Linked DNA regions of Triticum aestivum: region 1 is linked to region 2. Evidence: chromatin contacts called from public Hi-C data. All regions are on one chromosome and are shown on one strand. The core of a region is the stretch at or near the end of the contact, and the rest is flanking DNA. Distances in the headings are between cores, read along the strand shown.

Region 1 (7,500 bases), core at 3,293-5,792, 550 kb before region 2:
GAGTTACTTCATTGGCTGGCTGGCTGGCTGGGACCGAGCGAGGGCAGGACAAAGCTCCCCGTCCGATACCTCACCTCATGCCTCAAATCGGCTTAACGCAACCTGCAGGCACCAAGGCCAACAACGACCCAAAGGTTAGTCGCTTTCGGTGATGCGAATCATATCATAGCAAAAACAATAATATCCTGTGACCATGCTTGCACGATCAGGAATCCACCGAGGGAGTTAAGGTCAAGTAGAATTTGATGCACTTGAACGACATCAGCTTAAACCAATAGAAAGGATTCGGGAGGCACACATACCTAGTTGCCTAGTTATCTAAATGGCTTGACGTGGCGAGATGAGCCTTCTCGTTTGCGCCATCAGCATCTCCAGAACCTTCTTCCTTTCTTGGGGCAGATGATTTCGAGTTCATCTTCTGGACCTCCTCCTTGGTGTAGATAAAGATCTTGCGCACTATGTTGCAGAACTCCCTGCTCACAAAACAATGCAGTAAGTAACAGGAAGCGGATTTGTGTGACGTTCGTATCAAAGCAAGCACGAAGATAGATAGAGGGCTTACTCCCATGGATCATCTCCCACCAGCATCATGTCACCCTCAGGATCAGTATACACAATCTGCCAATCTTTGTTTGAAGACATCAGTTCACCATCAAACTCAAACATCCTGTCTAGCTCAGCTGTGAGTTCGTCATAGTCACCAAACTTTGACAGATCCACTGATCTACCAAGTGCAACACCTTGCTTGTGAACCTGCAAAACCATGGGGAGTATCATAAAAGTTAGTGGTCGGACCAAACAAATAACGCAAGAATACACGATTAAGCAGACAGGATAGTGCAATTGAATTCAGCTACCATGTATACAGTATTTAAGAATGTGTGAACACATAGTATCCTGCTATATCTTGCTCATAATAACATAAGTAACAAAGAGATTCACGCACAGAGGCAACAGATTTATGACAAAGTGCTCAAGGCTTGCTCAACTCAGGTTGTAAATAGCAAGTATATTGACCAGCATATGGCATGAACATAAAGAAAGCATGACAATACCTTTGTGCAACTCCTTGTGGAAGCACCATGGGACTTGCTTTGGACGTCTTTCGAACTGTGAGGAGCTTGCTGAATGCTTTTTTCATTCTCAGTAGTCCCAGCAGTGCTTACGGACAGCTCAGGAATACAATCAGCGTGTGTATGCTGCAGTTGAGTTAACGATGCGGATGCTTGAATTTGTAGCACAGGCTCGTGGATTGCAGCCATTGAGGAGCTCAAATGGTTAGAAGGGGTGCTGGTAGTATCAACTTTAAACCCAAAAATCTTGAAACCACTGCCTTCTCTTGCTTTCTCCAAGTCAACAGGAGCTATTGATGCGTGAGGCCGGATCACTCGGGGTTGTTCAACCGGGGAGAACTGCTGCTGCCTTAACCAATTTGATGGGTGCTCTTCAAATCTGAAACCTTGTGACTGATCTCTTGGATTACCGTACACGGTGCTTTGGCTATTCCAGAAATGAAACTCATTGGCCTCTGTCTGCATCTTTGTGTACGGGTCTGAGAAGTGACGAGCAGAACTGTGATCCTGGAACTGGTTCTTGAATGAGCCATGACGATTAGGAGCCTCATCAAAGGTCTGCATGAAGAAGCCCTGGGAATCACCAAAAGATTGAGCACCAGAACTAGCATCACATCTTCCCAGCTGCATCCAATTATCCATAGAGGGCCTCTGCTGAAACGCGGATGCATGGTTTTTTCCGATGTTGGGGGATGGAGACCACATCATAGGCTTCTGAACAGTAGCATCAGAGTCATTGCTGGCAGTCAGGTTGTTGGTCCTCAAGGTCATGTGCTCTTGACCTTGCAAGACCATGTTATTTTGATTTCTTTGTTGTGCTTGAGCAGAATCCATATCAATCTTAGTTGCACCTGCAAATGGCAGCAACATTTCAAGAGCATCACATTTGGAATTATATTTTTTTCATCAAGCTTCTAGTAAGACTAACGAGCTTATATGATTACCTTCTTTTGTGAGAACAGATGATTCAGGAGAAACTGGAGGAACATTTGGTCTAGGTCTTTTGACACGAGAAAGAGGAAGCGGGTTAACAGGAGGTGATGAAGCAGGCTCTATTTTCCAAGGAGAGACTCTATCTGGACGAGGAATAGTTGACGGCTCATCCCAACGCACCTATGTTTCAGAAGAAATCCTCCATGAACATGTCACCCTTCAAGTTGTACAAAATAACAATAGTGATCAAACAGTTACCTTAAGGGATCTCCAGTTTGATTCAGGCCACAATTGGTCAAGATTTTCACTGCCAACTATAGTACCAGTAAACCTACATGACAATGGAAACAACAGATTAGAAATGATCTACTCGGTGCTGTTGGGGGATCTTGCACACAAAACTATACTTGTAGGGAAAGCAAATACAACAGATAATCACCTCTGCTCTGGTGCCTCTTCGCCTTCAAACCTCATCCTGAATCTCATCCCAATTGAATAATTGTTTTTCACAGACTCCATATATTGATCATATGGTATAATGAACTCTGAAGGGCTCGTTCTAGAATCAACCAAAGATTGGACACAAGTGTAAGTACTCAGAATGAGCCGATGCGAACAAATATTACATATAGAAGAGTATGATTGCCGTAGACATGTTCATACCTAGGTTTGTAGTAGACAGTGAACATGCTTTTCGTGTTGATGGCGTGCCATGCAGTTGCAAGGACTCCAAGGTGCATGCTATGACTAGATATGACTGAAGAAGGCACGTTGGGCAGCTGTCTCATAGCCCTCCTAACACCAACACGAAGCTCACCACTCTCTCCTCTGCATGGAGCATAACACATTTAGCACCGGGTTAAGAAATGTTATGCTGGTGATCAAGGAAACAGCAACAGACCTGAGGAAAATGAAGGCATCCCCGGCTACAAGCCTTTTGGAACTGACAAACACACTCCAACCGCTCTGAAGGAGATGCCTCCTAGGTTGCCCTGTTGATTTGCACTCGGTTAACACAATTATCATCGATGCCATCAACATCATCAAGTACAAGATAAACCCTCACAATTTATAGACAGATTTGATGCGTAGATGTGTTGGGGCGTCACTGATTGCTAAGCTACAACCAAATGGTCTACTGAATTTATCAGCTTCAGATCACACACACTGGCATACATGGCGATGTAAAACTGGCACAGATCAGAGCAAGGCAAGGAACAAAAACTTACCACGGAAGATGTGGCGGAAGCGCCAGTCCATGCCATGCAGATCCTTTGCCACAAGCTCTTGTGTTGGAGGCGACTGGGTCATGTCCTGCCAAATAGATCAGGTCAGCAAATGCCACAAAACCGAAGGCAACAAGCCCCATACGCATGATCTGGTGTAGAATGGACACATACCAGGGGAGGGAGGCACTCGTCAGCGTGGCGGCGCAGCACGGAGAAACCGCCATGCGTGCTGGTGTCGGATGCCGTCAGAGTCTTGCAGAAGGACCGTACTGCCGGCCTCGGAGGCGTGGCGCCCGTCGTTGAGGTCGACTTGTCCACCGCCATCTCATTTTGCTGAGGAATTACAGGGAGAGGAGGGAAATTAGCACCTCAAGCGGAAGAGGACGAAAATCCCCAAAGTTTGAACCCAGCGAAATTCACGGTAGAGCTTACTTCGGGCTCCGGCATGAGCATGACCTGCGCGTAGACCTCGTCGGTGTCCGCCTCCGCCTGGCAAAATCCCTCAGACAAATCAGCTGACCGAATCGAATTTCCCGGCAAACGAACAAGTAGAAGACAATTTTCCTAAGGCGGGGCGGAATTGAGCAAGGGAAGCGGGCGAGAAAGGGGAGGGGTTAAGCAGGCACCTTGAGCTCGACGTTGATGACCCGGCAGAGCAGCTTGGAGGGCAGATCGTAGAGGCGCATCTGGTTGCCGGCGACCTGGTTCATGGAGGCCTCCACCTGGAAAACGAAAAACACCGCGAGAGACAAGCAAATTCAGCGCGCGAACCGAAGCAGAAGAGCCTCCCCGCGCCAAACCGCGAGGCGGGGGTAGAATTAAGCGAGGAGGAAGGGAGGGGGGCGGGCTTGACCGACCTGCTCGATGTGGCCCTGCGGGAAGTAGAAGACGAGGTCCCCGACGCGCGGGACGGTGACGAGCGGGCCGGCGCAGGCGTGCCAGAGCTCGTCGTAGAGCGGATCCCCTGCTCAGAAAACCAGCGCCGGTAAACGTCAGTAACCAACGAGGTGGAGGATTGCGGCCCTGCTGGCCAGATCCGGAAGCCTGCGTACCTGCGGAGGGGGCCTGCGGCGGCGCCATGGCGGCGGGCGGCATCTGCTGCTGCTGCTGGCCGGCGGCGTGGCGGGAGGAACCCTAGCCGCTGCGCGAGGCGAGGGGGCGAGGGTGGGGTGGGAGATGGAGGAAAGGGGAAGCGAGAGGAGAGAGGAGTAGTAGTAGCGGAGCGGCAGTAGAAAGAGGAGAGGGGAAGGAAATGTTTTGTGGGGAGGACGGGAGAGGGGATATGGGGTAGGCGGATTTGGTGGTGGTCTCTTTGTAGGGGGTAGAGAGAGAAACACACTCACCCACGCGCAAAGCGGAGGAGAGAGAGAGACAGACAGACGGGCGCCCGAGCCGGGTCGACGGGCCGGGAGCCGACCCGTCAAGCCGAGCCGACTGTGGTGGTGGTGGTGCTGGCGGTGCTGGACCGGTGGCGGTGACCGGACCGCGTGGACGGGGGGTCGGGTCGGGGTCCGGCGGGCTCGGTGGCGCGCGGTGGGGCCGCGGTCGTGGTCTGCGCTGCGCTGCGTTGCGTGTGCGGGGGCGGCCTGTCTGGTCTGGTCTGACCGGGGTGCAGCGAACGGGGTGGGTGGGCGCAGCACTGCCGCTGCCGCACCTACGGGACAGCTTTTTACGACCGAGCCCCATTCATTTCCCGCTGGGACGCGCCAGCCAGCCAGTCAGTGCCGCCCGCCCGGCCTCCACACGCGCGCCACGCCCTCACCTCCTCTCCTCTCCTCTCTCTGAAAACATTTATTTTTGGATCATGTCTCTTTTTTTCTAATAAATGAAATGAACGTGCTTCGGTTTCGTAGAGTGAAGCGAGTAAATTGTCGCCAGTTTCACTTGCTACCGTCAGGCGTTGCGATCCATTTAATTATATTAACCGCAAGTAAATCGAGAAGGATATAAATTAACAGCATATACAACTACTCCTAGTACTTGTGTTCTAAATTATTCCTCTCCTTATTTTTGTGGGCGTTGATTTGTCAGGAGTTGGGGGGTTTGTATTCGTGTGTGTACGCGGGTGGTAACAAGCTCGCTGTTGGAGCAAAAGGATGGGTATTTCCTGGTGGATTGATGTGGACGTGCGAGGCGCCTGCTTTGCTTCCTTTCGCCACTTGTTTGCGTCGCCCGGTTTTTCTGCACAGACTCGTCGATCGGGCGACAAGGCCTTTCTTTCTTGGGCTCGGGCGGTAACGCGATAAGCACACATGACGGCAGCACATGCTTTTCCGTTTCCTCTTTTGCGGGTGGTACACACTGCGGTGTTGCAAACGGCTCAACGAGATGGGGTTACTGACTGATTAATGCGGGGTACTCGACTCGACCCAAACGAAAATCAGTGTGGAGCGACGTGGATGTCTGGGTGTTATCCTTCTTTTCGAGAGAGGGGGGAATGGACGATGATGATGATCAATGAGGCCACCGCCCCTTCTTCTTTTGCAGACCGAATAACTATATTATGCTTTGCGGTGTTTATTTGTCTGTGGCCAATTTTCGTTGCCGTGCCTGAGAAATTAAGAGAATGATTTGGAATCTTGATGTACACTCTCCATCCCTGCCTGGATAAACGTATTTTTGAACGACGATGTCCTGCAATATGTGTCATTGCCTTCTAAAACAATTTACGTTTTCCAATTTTACCTGTGTGCTTCCGAATAATTTTACTTCCTGGCGTCGTATGCGAGGACACGCATTTACTATCGCAAGACGGTAGAGCCGTAGAGGTGTGATCCCCGCAGCCTACAATCTCTCATAGCCGTTGTCATCCACCAATACCCCCTCCGCCCAGTTGCTGAGACAAGTGGATGTAACGAGTACATACGAAAATATAACTACCCGAAGACACGTCCCCAAGCTTTGTGTGCTGAAGTTTTCAAATTTTGGGTGAGATCACGATGGATGAATGAATAAGAAGCGGCATGGCACTAAGCTTGGAAATGCCCAAGGTAAAAATCAAGGAAGACTCGAGCTTCTAAGCTTGGGGGATGCTGTAGGATCTAAAGTATGTATAGAGGGAAGGTGATTAGACTGCTTGACCAAATAAAACCTAACTCTTTCCCAATTTTAGCTGTGGGCGGATTTTAGCAATTCTAACAAGTCAAGCATCACCTTACACATGCAATTCTACGAGTATAGCAGCGGAAAGTAAAACATTGCACATGTAAGTAAAGGAGGGGTTTGGAGAAGGCAAACGCAATGGGGACACAAAGATTTTTGGCGTGGTTCCGGTAGGTGGTGCTATGGTACGTCCATGTCGATGGAGACTTCAACCAACGGAGGGTAATGATACGTCCATTTTGCATCATGCTTTTATATCAATATTTATTGCATTATGGGCTGTTATTACACATTATATATCAATACTTATGGCTATTCCCTCTTATTTTATAAGGTTTACCATGAAGAGGGGAAATGCCGGCAGCTGGAATTATGGCTGGAAAAGGGGCAAACATTGGAAACCTATTCTGCACTGCTCCAAAAGACCTGAAACTCCACGAAACTTATTTTTGGAATTAATAAGAATTATTGAGTGGAAGAAACACCTCAGGGGGCCCACACCCTGGCCAGGAGGGTGGGGGGCGCGCCCACCCCTACTGGGCGCGTCCCTGTCTCCTGGGCCCCTGGTGGCCCTCCGGTGTCCATCTTCTGATATATGAAGGCTTTTACCCTGGAAAAAATTATGGGCAAGCTTACGAGACGAAACTCCACCGCTACGAGGCGGAACCTTGGCGGAACCAATCTAGAGCTCCGGCAGAGCTGTTCTGCCGGGGACACTTCCCTCCGGGAGGGGGAAATCATCACCATCGTCATCACCAACGATCCTCCCATCGGGAGAGGGTCAATCTCCATCAACATCTTCACCAGCACTGAAAGGATCGATACGGTTGACTAGAGGGGGGTGAATAGGCAACTAACAATTTTTAAGCTTTTCTTTAACAATTTAAACCTTGCGACAAAGTAGGTTGTCTAGATATGCAACTAAGTGGACAACCTATATGATGCAATGACAACTAGCACACAAGCAAGCAATAGATACAACACAAGTAAGCTTGCAAAAGTAAAGGCACGAAATAACCAAGAGTGGAGTCGGTGAAGACGAAGATGTGTTACCGAAGTTCCTTCCTTTTAAGGGGAAGTACATCTCCGTTAGAGCGGTGTGGAGGCACAATGCTCCCCAAGAAGCCATTAGGGCCACCGTAATCTCCTCACGCCCTCACACA
Region 2 (7,747 bases), core at 2,586-5,085:
GCCAAAACATCACCCTCCCCCTACAGCAAAGGGAGATCCAACAAGATATGCACCATTCTACAGAACACATACTACCACTACATATATGCACATTTGTTGTCCCCAGGCTCATTCATGGCCAGAACATCACCATCATCATCTTACATGATACTCAACCACCAGCATGTGCCATGAAGCTGATGGGCAGCTATTTTGCCACACTTGTTTGGCTTGGCCTCTACATTGCTGGCTTCCATCTGAATTCAGCCCAGGACACTGAATTCGGCGGTTGATGATCGTGCGCCACTCGGCGTCGTCTCGAGACTTGCGAGATGGAAGATCATGCGGGTGTTCTGAAGTTCGACGGCGGTTAGAAGCTGTGGAGCTGGGCGAGCATGGCTACGAGTTCATCGCTGGATGGCCGATCGGCTGGCAACTCCGAGAGGCACACGATGGCGATCCTGATGGCCATCACCATCTCCTCCTCATCGACCTCCTCCCCTACAATGCTGCTGTCCAGCGCTTCTTTCATGTCGCCGGAATGCTGCATGTGACGGAGCCATCGAGCCAGGCTGCCCCGTCCGCTTTCTCCCGAGAAAAATGGGTCCGAGGGGTCTTTCCCAGTGAGCAGAACGCCGAGGATCATGCCGAAAGCATAGACGTCGCACTTATCTGTGTACCTGCACCAGCAAATGTTTGAATCTAAATACTCAGAAACACCTAAGAGCTGAAAAACATATGGATGGCAGTACATGATGTTGAAGTTCTGAACCATCTAACAGAAGAAAAACACAAGCTCTATTAGGATTGACCACTAAAGTTTTTGTTTTTTTTGAAAAAGAGAGCGGCCTCTCCGATTTTCATATATCAGAAACCACAATGTCTGTTACAAGCTACCAGAAAGGAAACCTGACCAGGGAAACACGTTCAGAACGATGCACGCCCTGAGATCTAAAGCAGCCGAGCACAAGCCGCACAGCAGCCCAAAACGCCAAAGGCAACATAGCCCCTAAGCGGAACTATCGCCCAACCTACCAAGTGCAGTGGAATTGAAGTTTTATATTACAGACAGCTAAAGTTGTAAAATTGATGATCAACCATGACAAAATAAATAAATAAATCATGAGTTACTGATCTGGTTAAAGTAGCCTGCTTGAAAGTCCTTTTCTGCACGTTAAATTCCCATAAGTTTACTGATGATGTACTTATCTGAACGAGATTGGAATAAGAATATAGAACACCAATCCTCAAAGCATCTATTCTCTGATTTATATACAAGAGGCTAGAACGAAATATATCGATATTTTTAGTAGAACAGGGGGTGGGCCAACAGCTGTATGTGCTCATGCGGGAATATATGGAAAGCTTAACAATCAAAGGTAATTCAAAAAGGTTAGATGCAGGTTCCCTAACAAAGTAAAGATTCTCCAGTTACAAAAAGCGAAAGCTGGGTACCTTCGATTAAGCCCTGTGGTATTCTTTATTAATATGCTTTATGTCTTCTCTCTTGCTCATTTCACTGATTAAATTCAAATGGCACGGAAGTGAAGTCTACTTATCGTCAACACAGTCAGATAACTAGAAAACCAAATTCAGAAGAGTCTAATGAAAGGAAACAGACAACAGTGTTTGCTAGCCAATTATTACGCACTGTTAACTGGGGACACAAATCAAATGAAACTATGGATGCAAGCAATAATGCAATGGAATGTCAAACACTTGTTTTGGTAGTATATACTATTATATAATGTTGCAATGCTTATGGTTCAAATAAGAAAATGACATGATATTATCACTACACAATTTACACATGTTAGTTGCCAGATGTATAAGTATGTGTTACCAATAATATAATGATTTATAGCTTAAAATTTAAGCTATTCAGTGCCAATAGCAGACATCGCAGATTTCTAGCAATCTGAAATACATTGAGTTGTTTGCTTAGTACCTATAAAATTGAGTATGCAGCATGTGAACATGTACACACATGATATCTGTTTTTAGAAAATACAAAATTTAACAACAAACATCTCAATCCGGCATAAGTTTTATTTTAGAGCTACCTTCCTTGCAGTGATAATGATGCATATCCTAGGTTTAATTTCCCCTCATATCATTTATAATGAACAGACAAGCAAACCAAATTGTCAATTTGAGAAATAGTAATACTGCAATCTGCAAACTACTAAATTTAGCTGAATTGAGCACTGAAAACTGAAAAAAGACAACGCATGGATTTTTACCTGCTACTTTGGTAGCACTCTGGAGCGGTGTAGAGGCTGCCGGACGACTGCGGATCAGGCGAACCGGAATCGATCAGCCTCGCAACGCCGCAATCCGCCAGCACCGGTTCGAAGCCTTCCTCCAGCATCACATTGGACGGCTTGAGGTTGCAATGCAGTATCCTGGGGTTGCACTCGAAGTGCAGGTGGCGCAGTCCCTTGGCCACCCCGGCCGCAATCCTGTTCCTGGTGTCCCAGCTGAGGCTGACCTGCTGCGACCTCACCCTCTTCATCACGTCCTCGAGGCTGCCCCCCGGCACGAAGTCGTAGACGAGCGAGAGCCGGTCGGCGTCGCGGACGTAGGCCTTGAGGCTCATCACGTTGAGGTGCCGCACCCGGGCGAGCAGCTCCAGCTGCCGCTGCACCCTCCGCATGTCGGACTTGGAGTTGGAGCCGTTCGCCGGCCGTGAGGGCGAGGGCGAGGCCTCGGCGCGGCTGGCGGCGGCGAGGTCGAGCACCTTGACGGCGACGGTGAGGTCGCCGTCGAGGTCGAGCTTGTGGTACGTCCCGCGGGGCCCGCGCGCGAGCGGGCGCGCGGAGGGGAGTGCGCCCTGGAGGCTCTTGGGCGAGATTTGCGGCGTGAAGGAGACGGGGCCCCGGGCGACGGCCGGCGCGTTCCCGGCGTGTAGCACGGCGACGCGGATGGCGTAGAGGAAGGCGAGGGAGAGGAGGAAGCCGGCGAGCGAGCCGAGGAGCACGCCGAGCGCGATGCGGCGGAGGCGCGCGGCGCCGCCGGCCCGCGCGTGGGGGGCACTCGGCTGCGGCGGCGGGAGGGGCGCCGCCGGGGACTGGGTGGCGGGCAGGGGCTGGGAGTGCAGCGGCGGCTGGGAGGCGCAGAGCGGGAGGTCGGCGAGCAGGAGGACGAGGAGGAGGATGGCGGCGAGGGTTTTGGTAGGGTTCTTGGTCGCCGCCGCCGTCCCGGCTCCCGGCGCCATTGGATGGACCAAAGAACCGATTTGGCAGCGGAGTGGAGAGAAGAAATAGGATCAAAGATTGGTTTATCAAGATGCCATTTTCTGCATGGTTCTTGCTTATCAACACGGGGGAGATTTATTGCAGTCGGAAGGGGACAGTGAAACGGAAACGAGCAATGAAGAGGGGCCGGAGATTTTGCAGGGGAGGAGCTTCGCAGGGTGCCAAAATTATACCTGACGACGACGACGAAGAAGACGGAAACGGCGAAAACGTCGCCCTGCTCCTCCTCCACAGCAGCAGCAGAGCAGGCGTGCGTGCGAGAGCTCACCGTCACGCGGCCCGCACCTCCTACCAAGACGAGCAGGCGGGCGAGCTTCCTCGGGAGGAGCTTTAAGTCGAAACGGAACGGCGGGGCGAGAAGAGAAACAATCCCAGGCTCTCACGGCGCAGAGCAGGGGGGCAGCAAAGGCATTGGCGTGGGGGAATCAAAAGGGCGAGGGAGGCCTTTTGGTTTTGGGTTGCCGGCGCATCTCGCAGCACGTACGCACGCACGCAGCCACGGGACAGAGCATGAAGACCGGAACCAGACATTCTCCTCCCTCGTCCGTCCGTCCGTCCGCCTGGATTCCCTCCCCACCCCACCACGGTTGGGTTTACCACGGTCTCATTCCTCGGGGTGGCTCTAGCGGCAGCAGATAGCATAGGGACGGGAGACGAGGGGAGGGGGAGCCCGAGACGGAGCAGGGGCGCGTGGATAACCGCGCGCCATGCCCAGACCCTGTCCCCGAAAACCTATTCTAGCCCCTGTCCCTCCTCAAAGTCCCCCACACGCACGACGTAGCGCCACTGTTGCCGCGATCAATTCCCCTTTCCGCCCATATCTGGTAAATTTCATCCTGCGCCGGTAATGGTAAACCGAATTTTGACCGACTGCTTATTAACCTCTCGTTCCTGTGGAAATTTCTTAGCCGCTCCTCTCTGTCAGGGAGACGTGGTTATCCGCTGAATGGACTGTTGCTCGTTTCGTTTGCATCTGCAGAGGGGATGCAGAGAAAATTATGATTAGCGGACCTAGTAGTGGGGTAAAAAGCGGGTACGGAGGGTGGGGGAGGGGAGGTAATTATGCCCCAGGCCCGTACTTTGAGAGAGCATTTGGCTCCTTTTCCCGCCGCTTTCTTTTTGTTCGCTCCACCCTCTTTTCGGCCCTCGCGTTGCCCTGCTGGCTGCCATGTGGGGGCCACCTCGCCCACGTGCCGTGAGACGGGCCCGCCTCTCAGTCTCGTCCCGTGCTTTCTTTTAGAAAATCAATCTCGTCCCATGCGTGCGTGCTTTTTTATTTTTTGAGATTCATGCGTGTGTGCTTTTTTTTAGATAAGCGAGCTTTTTATTTCGAGTAGTAGCAAGAGTGGACAGTCACGCATGCCGTCCAAAATCTAATGCTTTTCTTTCGAACATTGAAGGGCGCCAAAGGAGCATATCTCCAGCTCAACAACAGTTTACAACACGAATAACAAAGCCTGGCAAATGAAATTAGGTAGCGACTGAACTAATTTCACGGCAACATCTGTTCGAATGTGCTGGGTTGACACAATTGAGAATGGGTTCAGTCAAAGATCGGTTCAGAACCTACTAATATGCACGATTTGTTGGGGTCTATCGAGATATTGTTCACCTGAGGTTGCACACCAGTAGAGACGAGAAGATAACCTACTAAGGGCGTGTTCTGAACCCCTCCCAACCCCACCGAATCCATAATTTCAGCTTTTGGAGCCAGCTTGTAACACCCTGGTAGCTAAGCTACAGTAACCACACACTAATGATGCCATGTCATCGCAATTATTTTTCTAAACCTCACTTTGATCCGAACCAAACTCAAATTCAATTTTAAAATAAAGTCAAATTATTATTTCTTCAAGCGGTGAAACAAAAATGTTCCCTGTGTTGCAAAACTTTAATAACTAATTGTCATGAATAAACCAATATTATTGGAATTATTAAAATACCCTTAACATGTTTAAAATTGGACCAACAACTTTTAATTGATCCTTTTCAATTTAAATAAATATTTGCACATTTCAAAATAAGTTCTAACTTGCTGTGCTAGCTCATAGCATTGCAACGTATTTATGTGCAAGTACCTTATTGAACTAAAAATCCTTTACTTTTATAGAAATTGCAAAACAGGAAATAAATAAATGAATAAATAAAGTAAAATGACCTAATCTACTAGGCACATTGGCCCATCTAGCCAAATAGCCGGACCAGCCAACCTCCACCTTTCCTCCCACCTCTCTACAGGAGACAAGGGATCGTGGAGGGCATCCAACCGGCCATGGACGCGCCATGGCGCGTGCCGGCCATCTCCCGGTCCCCTTGGAGTATTAGGCTGAACCCCCCCCCCCCCCCCCTCCTCGAGCCCCTTGGCCAACCCCAGGACTCATCCCTTCTCCCTCGTGTCGCCCCTTCCTTGCAGTATCTGCAGCCGCAACCACCGCCGCCCCCTCTCGTCGATCCCGCGGCCACTACACTCCTTGAGCCTCGTGAGGATGTCCAGAGGCTGCGCAGGCATGGGTTCGAGCTACCTTGTGCGACAACGTCGCCATCTGGCCGTCTTCTTCAACCTCGGGATGCCGGCTTCCATCACCAATTCGCCATCCCCGGTGCTTCCCCGATCCCGGTGGCTTTGTGAGAATTGATTTTACCCCCCCCCCAGCTCGTACACATTTGATCTTAAGCCCCTTTGTTAGTTTGCCTTCCTCTGACCCCTCCCCCCCCCCCCCCCCCGCAGTTCTGTCTAGTTGTTGCTGGTACCCCCCTTTGGCATTGTTAACAACTTTGTTAGTATATAACTAACATATTGAAATAGGAATAGACAAAAGTACCCCTCTGTTTGAAAGTCACATCTCTGTACCTTGTCCGAATTTTGAAACCACAAAATATTTTGGCCAAATAAGAAATGACATGATTTTCTAAAGTTGTGTGCTATGTTTCACAAAAAAAATTGACATGATTTTGCTGTAATCAATAGCCTTCCACACAAACAAGCTGGAAATAATATAGGGTCACAATGATTCAATGATAGCATAGAGAATAAGTCAGCCATGTTCTACAAGACTTCATGACAGCAAAATAAGTGAGTATTTACCTCACATACAGGACTTCATGACAGCAAAATAAGTGAATCTTTACCTCACAGCAAAATAAATGTGAGACTCTACCTCACATACAGAGCAAATAAAAGTGAGTTTGCACCTCACATACACAACAATAAAAGTGAGTCTCCACCCACAGCCGAGTTCATCACAGCCACAAACAAGCTCATAGGTCGCTTAGTTTCTTCCTCTTAGGTGTCATTTTCTTATTCTTTCCTTTTGCTGGAGGTTTTGGTGGTGGGGTAGTAGCTTGGCTCCTTGTGACATGTCCAGGACTAGCTTGAGCTGCAGCTTAGCTTCTTATGACAGCTCCAGGACTGCTACAAGTGGCATCATTCTTGCTCTTGGTTGGTGTAGATGGAACGACATTGCTAACTGAAACATCAAACCATGGAGATGGATTCTTTTTCCCCCTACTTTTCCTACAAAAAGAAGCAATTAGAACTATTTTCATGTAAAAGAACCATGATATTATAGATAGAAAACAACAACAAGTACTACTATGTACCTTTTCTTTGTTCCATTTTGAGGACAGCCAGCTTCTCTATGTCCTACCTCCCCGCATTTTTTGCATTTATTCAAGGATCCTTTCCTTGATCCACCTTCCCACCAACTCTTTATCCTCTGTTTTCTTGTTCTTCCAGCACCTTTCTTCTTGCCTATTGGAATTGGTGGACGCAACACAAAGCCTGTGTCCACGTGTGGCCATTGATTCTTGTCCGTAAGGGGCTCAATTACACCTTCATATGCTGCCCTAAATCTGCTAATTGAGTAGTACTCATGTACATAGTCTTCCATGTTAACAAAGTTGCGAGCTTGCAAGACATTTATGAAGGCTAGTGCATGGTCGCAAGGCTTGCCCGTTTGCTGCCATTGCAGACATGTATACTCATGTGTGAGAGTTTTGACCACATGTCTTTCATCCTCTTTGTTAGCATTTTCACTTCCCCGCTCCAATCAGCTGATGCTTTAGCCTTGAGATGACCTAGTCCTCGAGTCTTTGCATTTAGTTGGTGTATGACAAATGGAAGTATTATCCCTGTAAATCTTTCTCCAATCATTCTTCTCTTTCTAAATAGTTTCATAATCATCTCTCTAATCTTATCAGCTAGCTGAACAATTGGCAAGTCCTTGATATCTCGCACCCAAGCGTTGAAGCACTCGGTGAGATTGTTATTTATGTAGTCACACTTGATGGTTGGGTTGAACATGCACCTCATCCATAATAGATTATCGTAATCCCTAAGGTAAGGATATACTTTCTCGGATGCATCAAATACCTTTGCCATGTGATGTTAGTATTCTTCCGGCCTATATGCCCTAGCAGCAGGCCACAACCTTCCAAACACATCGCCATGAAAATATTTCTGAAAATTATGCCACATATGCCTAAAGCACTCTCGCTGCTTAGCTTGAGGA

Evidence for each region. Hi-C and Micro-C count contacts between places; a contact is called where the count stands out from the background.
Region 1: a Hi-C map of leaf shows a contact between it and region 2, with 2.7 times the contacts expected there. The contact joins the promoter of LOC123072105 here to the promoter of LOC123072101 in region 2. A contact is called at or near these places in 2 of 5 Hi-C or Micro-C datasets (both in leaf).

The regions. Positions count from the first base shown.
Region 1 is chr3B:739,425,606-739,433,105 of IWGSC CS RefSeq v2.1, reverse strand. LOC123072105 (auxin response factor 4) reads right to left here and starts at 4,542. Exons shown (of 15, transcript XM_044495661.1): 1 at 4,288-4,542; 2 at 4,093-4,199; 3 at 3,862-3,957; 4 at 3,668-3,724; 5 at 3,407-3,568; 6 at 3,236-3,320; 7 at 2,908-2,998; 8 at 2,670-2,834; 9 at 2,446-2,565; 10 at 2,265-2,337; 11 at 2,018-2,186; 12 at 1,056-1,924; 13 at 563-753; 14 at 303-473; 1 more. The coding sequence starts at 4,330. The coding sequence ends at 311.
Region 2 is chr3B:738,874,116-738,881,862 of IWGSC CS RefSeq v2.1, reverse strand. It overlaps LOC123072101 (inactive leucine-rich repeat receptor-like protein kinase CORYNE), which reads right to left and starts at 3,835. Exons shown (of 2, transcript XM_044495660.1): 1 at 2,223-3,835; 2 at 1-659. The coding sequence starts at 3,196. The coding sequence ends at 350.